Regions from separate parts of the Macaca mulatta genome. Here all the other regions are linked to region 2. A link is a contact called in public Hi-C data. All regions are on one chromosome and are shown on one strand. Each heading gives the region's core, a stretch centred on a gene start, on an enhancer-like site or on the middle of the called end of the contact. The rest is flanking DNA. Distances are from core to core; before and after follow the strand shown.

What was found. Hi-C and Micro-C count contacts between places; a contact is called where the count stands out from the background.
Region 1: a Hi-C map of liver shows a contact between it and region 2, with 2.0 times the contacts expected there. The contact joins the promoter of FBF1 here to the promoter of MRPL38 in region 2. A contact is called at or near these places in 2 of 14 Hi-C or Micro-C datasets (cortical neurons and liver).
Region 3: a contact with region 2 is called in a Hi-C map of fetal cortex germinal zone, with 2.0 times the contacts expected there. The contact joins the promoter of WBP2 here to the promoter of MRPL38 in region 2. A contact is called at or near these places in 4 of 14 Hi-C or Micro-C datasets (cortical neurons, fetal cortex germinal zone, fetal cortical plate and 1 more).

Annotation. Positions count from the first base shown.
Region 1 is chr16:85,650,620-85,653,528 of T2T-MMU8v2.0, forward strand. It overlaps FBF1 (Fas binding factor 1), which reads right to left and starts at 1,537. Exons shown (of 31, transcript XR_013407293.1): 1 at 1,421-1,537; 2 at 297-361. LOC144335964 (a long non-coding RNA gene) reads right to left here. Exons shown (of 2, transcript XR_013407298.1): 2 at 2,000-2,684.
Region 2 is chr16:85,614,291-85,617,352 of T2T-MMU8v2.0, forward strand. MRPL38 (mitochondrial ribosomal protein L38) reads right to left here and starts at 1,604. Exons shown (of 9, transcript XM_077972931.1): 1 at 1,121-1,604.
Region 3 is chr16:85,566,948-85,569,872 of T2T-MMU8v2.0, forward strand. WBP2 (WW domain binding protein 2) reads right to left here and starts at 1,567. Exons shown (of 8, transcript NM_001258099.2): 1 at 1,460-1,567. The coding sequence starts at 1,518.

The DNA of each region.
Region 1 (2,909 bases), core at 287-2,786, 36 kb after region 2:
CAGGTGTGAGCTCTGGTTACTCTTTGATATTCTTTTTCTTTGTAAAATCTTTTTTTAGAGATGGGGTCTCACTGTGTTACCCAGGTTGCTATTGAACTCTGGGGCTCAAGCAATCCTCCTGCATTGGTCTTCCAAAGTGCTGGGATTACAGGTATGAGCCACCACATCCAGCAACACGATTTTCACTGACAGTGGAAATATTTCCCTTTACATAGGCAGTAAATCTGACCCATTGAGAACAGTTTTCTTCAGAATTAGCTCTCTCCCTCCCCCTCCTCCACTTTACCAAAACCCACCTACAGGATGTCCTGGAAGAAAGGAGTCAGAGGGGTCCTCTCTCTGTCCCAGGTGTTGGCCTGTCCTGTTATTGGAATGCAAGGGTTATCTGGGCTTACCTACAGAGTCCACCTTGAATAATTGAATACATGTGTTTTCTTTTTTTTTTTTTTTAGATGGAGTCTTGCTTCTGTTGCCTAGGCTAGAGTGCAGTGGTGCAATCTTGGCTCACCGTAACCTCAGCCTCCCGGGTTCAAGCGAATCTCCTGCCACAGCCTCCCGAGTAGCTGAGAATACAGGCGTGCACCACCATGCCCAGTTAATTTTTGTATTTTTAGTAGAGACGGGGTTTCACTGTTGGCCAGGCTGGTCTTGAACTCCTGACCTCGTGATCTGCCTGCCTCGGCCTCCCAAAGTGCTGGGATTACAGGTGTGAGCCACCGCGCCTGGCCTTCTTTCTTTCTTTCTTTTTTCCAGACACGGTCTCACTGTTGCCCAGGCTGGAGTGCAGTGGCGCGATCACAGCTCTCACAGATCACTGCAGCCTCGACCTCCTTGGGCTCAGGCGATCCTCCAATCTCAGCCTCCCTAGCAGCTGGGACCACAGGCACACGCCACCATGTCAGGCAAATTTTAAAACTTTTTTTGTGGAGACGGGTCTCCCTACGTTGCCCAGGGTCGTCCCAAACGCCTGGCCTCGAGTGATCCTCCCGCCTTGGCCTCCCGAAGTGTTGGGATTACAGGCATGAGCCACCGTGCCCGGCTTTGTGTTTCTTTTTCTCTGCAATGGCGACATCACGACCTACAAGTCCAAATGTGTCCCATAACACATCATGGAACTTCTGGCATCTCCTATCAATCCTGTACGGGCTTCAAACTATGGGGATTTTCTAGGCGTGGTTTGCCAAGGCCAAAGGGCTACAGTGTAACCCCGTCCCTACCTCTATTCAGCCGACTCCATGCCAGGCGTTTTACAGATCCCGAGACCACCCCTAAACAAGACCCCTAACCGGAGTAGCCCCTCCGTCCCCTCCGTCCCGAGACTCCGCGCCCCTCAATGCGTCACCCTTCTGAGCGCCCGGCCTATATGGCCCCCGAGAGCAGCCTGTAATGCTCCCAGCCCCTGAAGCTTCCCGTTACGCGCCGTGTCCCCGGAGGTGCGGCCGCTGGGACCAGCACCGGCCCCGGCTCCATTCAGGTCGCCCAGCCCGGCCAGGCCTCCCGCTTCCAGCCGCTGCTGCCACCCTCAGCCGTCCGGCCTCCCGCGGAAAGGCGGGCGCGAGGCATCCTGGGAGTCGTAGTCGGCGGTTTGCTCACCTGCCCGCACAGAGGAGACAGGGACGACGTGAGGAACTACAGCTCCCAGGGAGCCGCGCGCGGCCGTTGGCGGGGCCGGGCCTCTGCCGGCGGTGGGCACGTTGCTAGGAGCTGCCCCAACGCCTCTCCAGGAAGAGGGCGCCAGGCTCAAAGGCCCTCTTGGGAACTGCCGAGACGCTTAAAAGTTCCTCCTGCCCACTTCTGAGGGCTGACACGTGGCCGGCGCGGAGGCATGAGAAATGTGTTGATATTGGGAGGTTGACGGGTGAATCCACGAATTCACCCGTGTTTATTCCACACCCCAAAGCTTGAGGGAAGTGACTGACCTTCCTGTTTAATGATCCAATCAAAGCTGTATAGCCAGAATGAAACCCAATACTGTCACCCCACAAAAAGATACGTCACATTTTTTCTAGTATGTGCTAATTATGAATTTTATTAAGGTTTATTCAATTTCACAGAGGAAAGAACGGTTTGTAGTTTGGCTTACCCGCAGTGCTGGCAGGTCACAGCTGTCCAACCATGATTCATTCACATGCTCTGGCCCCGTGCCCCTCGTCCTCCCACCTCTGCCCCCACAGGACACCATCAAGCCAGGGCTGGGTAACAGCATATGCTAAATACATCTTATCAGGTATGAACCAAACTCAAGCCACGACAGCAAAGGCGGAAAAAGGTAGCAAAGTAATTATGTGCTCCCAAGGCATACAGTCATTTAGTTGAATCCATAACAGTTGGAAATTAAAAGGCATTTATGAAGTGTAGTCCGCAGTCTGAATGTGGAAGGTGGAAGATCACACATTTACTAATCTAAGAAACACTCAAAACATATTTTGGTCTAAAAAATCCCCAATTTTCCATGATCTTCCCAAGACAACCAATGACCCACTTAAACTTAAGGCAGAAACACCCTTGAATCTAGGAACGTGCACATATGCAACAGCTAACATCTGGTAACTCTAACAATGTTCCTTATATGTTTCTGTGTTTACTATCATGGACCATAGGAATCAAGTACTGGAAAATTTAGTAAGCGTGCACAAAAGCAAAACACTGGCTGGGCGCAGTGGCTCACGCCTGTAATTCCAGCACTTTGGGAGGCTGAGGTGGGTGGATCACGAGGTCAGGAGTTCAAGACGAGCCTGGCCAACTTGGTGAAACCCCGTCTCTGCTAAAAATACAAAAAAATTAGACGGGCATGGCAGCAGGTGCCTGTAATCACAGCTACTCAGAAGGCTGAGGCGGAGAACTGCTTGAACCCAGGAGGCGGAGGTTGCAGTGAGCCAAGATTGCACCACTGCACTCTGGCCTGGGTG
Region 2 (3,062 bases), core at 354-2,853:
GGCCAGCGCGGCGCCTGAGCGCAACGCGGCAGGCCGCGTCCAGCCCCGCCCAGGCCCCGCTCCTAGGCCCGCCCCCGTGTCCCGCGCTGCGGACCCTGTCGCCTGTCCCGGAGGCCCCTGCACCGTCCGCCTGGGGCGGAGGTGGAGGTGGCCGCGGTCTGCAGGCGCCCGGCTCCGGAAGTGCCCGTTGGACGGCGGGGCGGAGCTGAGAGCAGCCAGGCTCTCGCCCACGGCGGGCCACCAGGGGGCGGCACAGACCGGGGTCGGCCGGCGGGGCCCTCCCCCAGCCCCTGGACGCGGCGCACTGAGTTCCCCAGGGGCGCAGGCCTGGTTGGGAGAAGGGGTGCGAACTCCGATTCCGGACTCGGTCTGCTTGGGTTTAAAACCCAGATTGAGGGCTGGGCACAGTGGCTCACGCCTAGAATCCTAGCACTTTGGGAGGCCGAGGCGGGTGGATCACGAGGTCAGGAAATCGATACCATCCTGGTCAACACGGTGAAAACCCGTCTCTACTAAAAATACAAAAATTAGCCGGGCGTGGCGGCCGCCTGTAATCCCAGTTACTCAGGAGGCTGAGGGAGGAGACTCGCTTGAACCTGGGAGGCAGAGGCTGCAGTGAGTCGAGATCGCGCCACTGCACTCCAACATGGGCGACAAAAGTGAAACTCCATCTCTAATAATAATAATAATAATAATAATAATAATAATAATAATACAAACCCAGATTGTGGCCGGGCGCAGTGGTTCATACCTGTAATCCCAGCAGTTTGGGGGGCCGAGGTGGGTGGATCACTTGAGGTCAGAAGTTTGAGACAAGCCCTACCAACATGGCGAAACCCTAAAGATACAAAAATTTTTGTATCTACTAATGATACACAAATTAGCCAGGCGTGGTGGCAGATGCCTGTAATCCCAGCTACTCAGGAGGCTGAGGCACAAGAATTGCTTGAACCTGGGAGGCAGAAGCTGCAGTGAGACAAGATTGCGCCACCACCTTGGTGACAGAGACACCATCTCGGAAAAAAAAAAAAACCCAAAAACAAAAAAACCCAGATCGTGACCTTACTGTCTCCCTTGTGGTTTCCTCATTTGGGAAAAAGCAGGTAATACTAGTGCTTACCTGACAGTTGTCAGGATGAAAAGATTACCCTCTGGAAAGCACTTGCAGTGGTGCGTATCAGTTAGCTCAACTATCTGCAACTTCCTGTTATCCACACAAAGGCGGAAGTGTCCTGGTTTAAAGATGCAGATGTGAATGCTTCTGGCAGGACTCAGGCTTGCTCTTGTGATCCAGTTCTACAAAGGCAAAACTTGGTAGATTGGGGAATCTGGGACCCTCCTCTGCCCCAGCCCTGGCCCTCCTGCCCTAAAAGGCAATCTTCCAGCGCACTTTGCCCCCAGAGGCCATGGGGCCTTTGTACATGCTGTCTCTTCTGTGTCTCACCTCCTCACTTCCCCACCTTGGCCTGGCTACCACCCAGCCCCAGGAGAGAGGTCTCGCCAGGAAACCTGCTCTGACATCCCAGGCCAGGGCTGGTGGTGACCAGGCCAGTGGCTCTGGCACCAGCAGAAGCTTGGCCCTCATAATCACTTTGAGATGGAATGAGAATGGAATGAGGGTCTCTCCATCCAGCAGGAAGTGGCCACACCTTCCACTGGTTTTCATAAACAGCAGCCAAACAGCTAAACCTTTCACCGTCATTTCTAATTCACCCTGCAGTATGCACCTGCTACATGCTAAATGTGGAGGGGAATGCATGGGGGCAGTCACACCCAGTCCTGCTTGTCAGGAGTTGCTTATTGTGAAATTCCATACTGCAGTTATGCAGTACAGGAGCATAACTGGATTGTGTGTGTTTACATCGTGGCTGTTTAACCTTGTCCTTTTTTTTTTTTTGAGATGGAGTTTCTGTTGCCCAGGCTGGAGTGTATTGGCATGACCTTGGCTCACTGCATTCTCTGCCTCCCAGGTTCAAGTGATTCTCCTGCCTCAGCTTCCTGAGGAGCTGGGATTACAGGCATACACCACCACGCCTGGCTAATTTTTTGTATTTTTAGTAGAGATGGGGTTTCACCATATTGGCCAGGCTGGTCTGGAACTACTGACCTCAGGTGACCCGCCCGCCTTGGCTTCCCAAAGTGCTGGGATTACAGGTGTGAGCCACCGCGCCCAGCCACCTTGTCCTTTTGTTTCTGAATCCTTTTCTTCATCCTCTAAACCCACCCATCCTACCCCACGACCCTCCCAACCCTCTCCAGATGAAGATGTACGGGGCCTCGGCAGTTGGCGTGAAAGCCGCTGGCCACCCAGGTGGCGATGCATTCCTCCATTCTTGTCCTCTAGCTGTCCCAGAACTCTTAATGGTGCTTGCTTGGATATTAACGGTTTGAGAGAGGCCTCACATGGATTCCCACATGTACCAACTTGAAGCAAATAACGATTAATATCTTGAAACTAGAAACAGTGGCTCTACCATTTTTAAAAAATATATGGGGTCACTGTGTTGCCCATATTGGGCTCAAGCCATCCTTCCACCTCGGCCTCCCGATAGCAGCTACAGGTGTGTACCACTGTACCAGTACTTTTTTGAGACAGTATTGCTCTGTCGCCCAGGCTGGAGTGCAGTGGCCCGATCTCGGCTCACTGCAAGCTCCGCTTCCCAGGTTCACGCCATTCTCCTGCCTCAGCCTCCTGAGTAGCTGGGACTACAGGCGCCCTCCACCACGCCCGGCTAATTTTTTGTCTATTTAGTAGAGACGGGGTTTCACCGTGTTAGCCAGGATGGTCTCGATCTCCTGACCTCGTGACCCACCCGCCTTGGCCTCCCAAAGTGCTGGGATTACAGGCATGAACCACCGCGCCCAGCCCCTGCACCAGTATTTTTTAATCATTACATTCCACCAATATTTCTTTTTCTTTTCTTTTTCTTTTTGTTTTTTTTGGAGACAAAATCTCACTCTGTCACCCAGGCTGGAGGGCAGTGACATAATCTTGGCTCACTGCAACCTCTGCCTCCTGGGTTCAAGCAATTCTCCTGCCTCAGCCTCCCAAGTAGCTGGGA
Region 3 (2,925 bases), core at 317-2,816, 47 kb before region 2:
CGGGCACGGTGACTCATTCCTGTAATCCCAATACTTTTGGAGGCCAAGGAGGGCGGATCACGAGGTCAGGAGTTCGAGACCAGCCTGGCCAACATGGTGAACTCCTGTTTCTAGTAAAAATACAAAAAATTAGCTGGGTGTAGTGGCAAGTGCCTGTAATCCCAGTTACCGGGGAGGCTGAGGCAGGATAATTGCTTGAACCCAGGAGGCGGTGAACTGAGTGAACTGAGATCGTGAACTGCAGTGAACTGAGATCGTGCCACTGCACTCCAGCCTGGGTGACAGAGCAAGCCTCCATCTCAAAAAAAAAAGAGAAGTACCACTCAGAGAAAAGAAGGAATTACCCATCAGACTCTGAGTAGGTAAGATAGAGGGAAAGTGAGCCTGCTGGGTCACTCTAGGCATTTTCCTCTGACTCATCATAACATTCCCAAGTCACAGGGCAACTGGATGCTGGCCTTAGCTGGGTACAGGGCTCTGACTCCACAATGTCTCCTTTGGGGACTCAGGTGCCTCCTAAGCTCCTTCTGCCTTCAAGAGGCAATTCAGGGTCGGCATAGTTCAACCCAGAGCTGGCTGGTCTGATTTTCAATACCCACGGAACAAAAGGAGAGAGAGGCCATTCAGGGCTTCTCTTGGCAGAGACTGGAGGAGAGACAGGATGCAATGAGCAAGGGGTGGGGAGGGTGGAGTGGAAAGAACCTTGAATTAGGAGACCTGTGCCTTCGGAGGAGACTCAAACCAACAGGCATTCAAGAGAGAGGCAAGGGAATGACTTTACGGATCCACACAGTGCCAGGAACTGTGAGACATCTGACAAACGTCATCTGTTTAATTTCACTCCTGGGACCTCAGTTTCTTACCTGGAACCTGAACAGTTCTGGAACATACTGGAAGCCTGTATGCTGGTGGTTAATCCTATTAACTTTGGAGTCAAGACTCCTTTCCTGGAATTCCATCTCTGTTACTTACAGAGTTGCAATCTCGAGCAAGTTACTTAACCTTTCTGCCCCCCACTTTCCCTACCTGTGAAACGTGGACAGTAGTAGATTGTACTGCACAGAATTTATTAAATAAGGTAGAAAAGGCGCAGAGCCTGACACGTAGTAACGTTGTAGACATCCAATAAGTGACAATTATTTTTGTTTGGGGCTCCTCCCAGTTACTGAAGTCAAAACTCTGGGAACGGGTTCAAGAATCACCCCTAGGCCCCACCGGTCGCCCCATGCCAGGTCCCCAAGCAGACGTCCCACTCCCACCTCCCAGCTGATCACAACCTCCCGGGCCCTCCCCCACGGCCCACCCACCTTCCTCCAACCCCGCCCCCAGCCATTCCCCCCCAACCATACTCCATCAATGCTCCCCCTTCAGGGGCTTATTCCCCACCGCCCATCGCCCACCCCCCACTCCCTCGACACCCGAACTTTGGTCCTCTAGGATCCTTCCGCAGTGTTTTCACCTCTCGGTGTTGTTGACGATCACTCCGCCGCCCTCCGAGTGATTCTTGTTGAGCGCCATAGTCTCTCCGACAGGGGTCCCGAGACTCAAAACGCAGTGAGCTTGCGCCCCTCTTCGCCCCGCCCCTAGTGGCGTCTTCTTATTAGAGTCAGCCAGTCACAGCTCGAGCGCGGAGGCTGGCCCAACCACCTGACCCGAACGTCACGTGGTAATAGTTTACTCCCTCCCCCCAGTTCCACCTGCGTAACAAACAAGATGAAGACTACAATTCCCAGCAGGCAACGCTCCCGCAGCCTCGGCCTCTCCCTGTGCTGGAGGAAGGATGCATTCTGGAACTTGTAGTCTCCTGGCTCATAGGCCGAAATTGGCTCCACAATTTACATAACCAATCGGCTTGTGCCATCTCCACCCCGCCTCTTCAGCCGGACGGAAATAAACAGTTTGGCTGCTGTCAGGGGCGCGAGCCTGGGGACCCCGGCCGAGCGTTAAGGGAAGTCCCGCTGGCCGAATGCGACCTGGACATGGCGTGGGAGGGCCGAGCAGTCCCCTGGTGGATGGGCAGCCTTCGTTCACTCAGCAGACGTGTATGGGGCGCTTGTGTGACTCCGGGGAGTTTAGCTGAGCCCGAGACCCCGGCTCTTGGGGACGCGGTGGGCTGGCGGCGTCGGATCACCCAGCCACCCATCTCACCACCCCAAGCCCTGAGCCCGGGGGGCGGGGAGAGTCCCGCCTGGGGAGGGGAGGCTGTGTGCCCCTCCTGGCTCCCACCACTTTCGCAGGCCGGCCGGGCGCCCCTTGCAGCCTCCTCGCCGGCCTCGCGGTGGCGCCGATCCCTCCGGAGCGCCCAGCGGGGTCCCGGCCGGAAGACTGAAGGCTGAGTGAGACTGGGCACGGCGCGAGACTGGCAGCCTGATAACTAGGACTTACAAAATAAGACTGACTCATGCCAGCTCGTGACCCAGCCCTGGGCGTCCTCCACGGGGCAGCTGTCATTCCCTAACCGCCCCCCACCAAACCCCTGCACCTCCGAGCTGAATCCATGAGGCGGAGAGAGGGGGCTGTACTCCCCCACTTGGTGGTGCAGGGGTTAATCTTAAGGATTAATTCGTTAAGATTAATTAATCTTAAAGATTAACTCGTTAATCTTAAGGAATTAGAGTTTGCTTTTCAGTAGACAGCTGCTTTCCTGACCGTGGTGGTCAACCTCTAGATCCACCTGTTCGACTTCGCTTAGCAGGGAGGTCTCCTATGTGAAGAAATAAAGCTGCCTCACTAGAAAAGATCAGGAAACAGCAGCGTTCTGTGAGGTCCGGTGCAATACCAGGTTGGACCTTGCAGGACAAGTACAGTGGATTAAGGATGGTCGTAATGAAATCTGCCCCAATGGTTAGATGTATTTTGGGGTCTGCAATCTCTGCCGTCTTTAAAAAGAATTAAGTCGGCCGGGCGCGGTGGCTCACGCCTGTA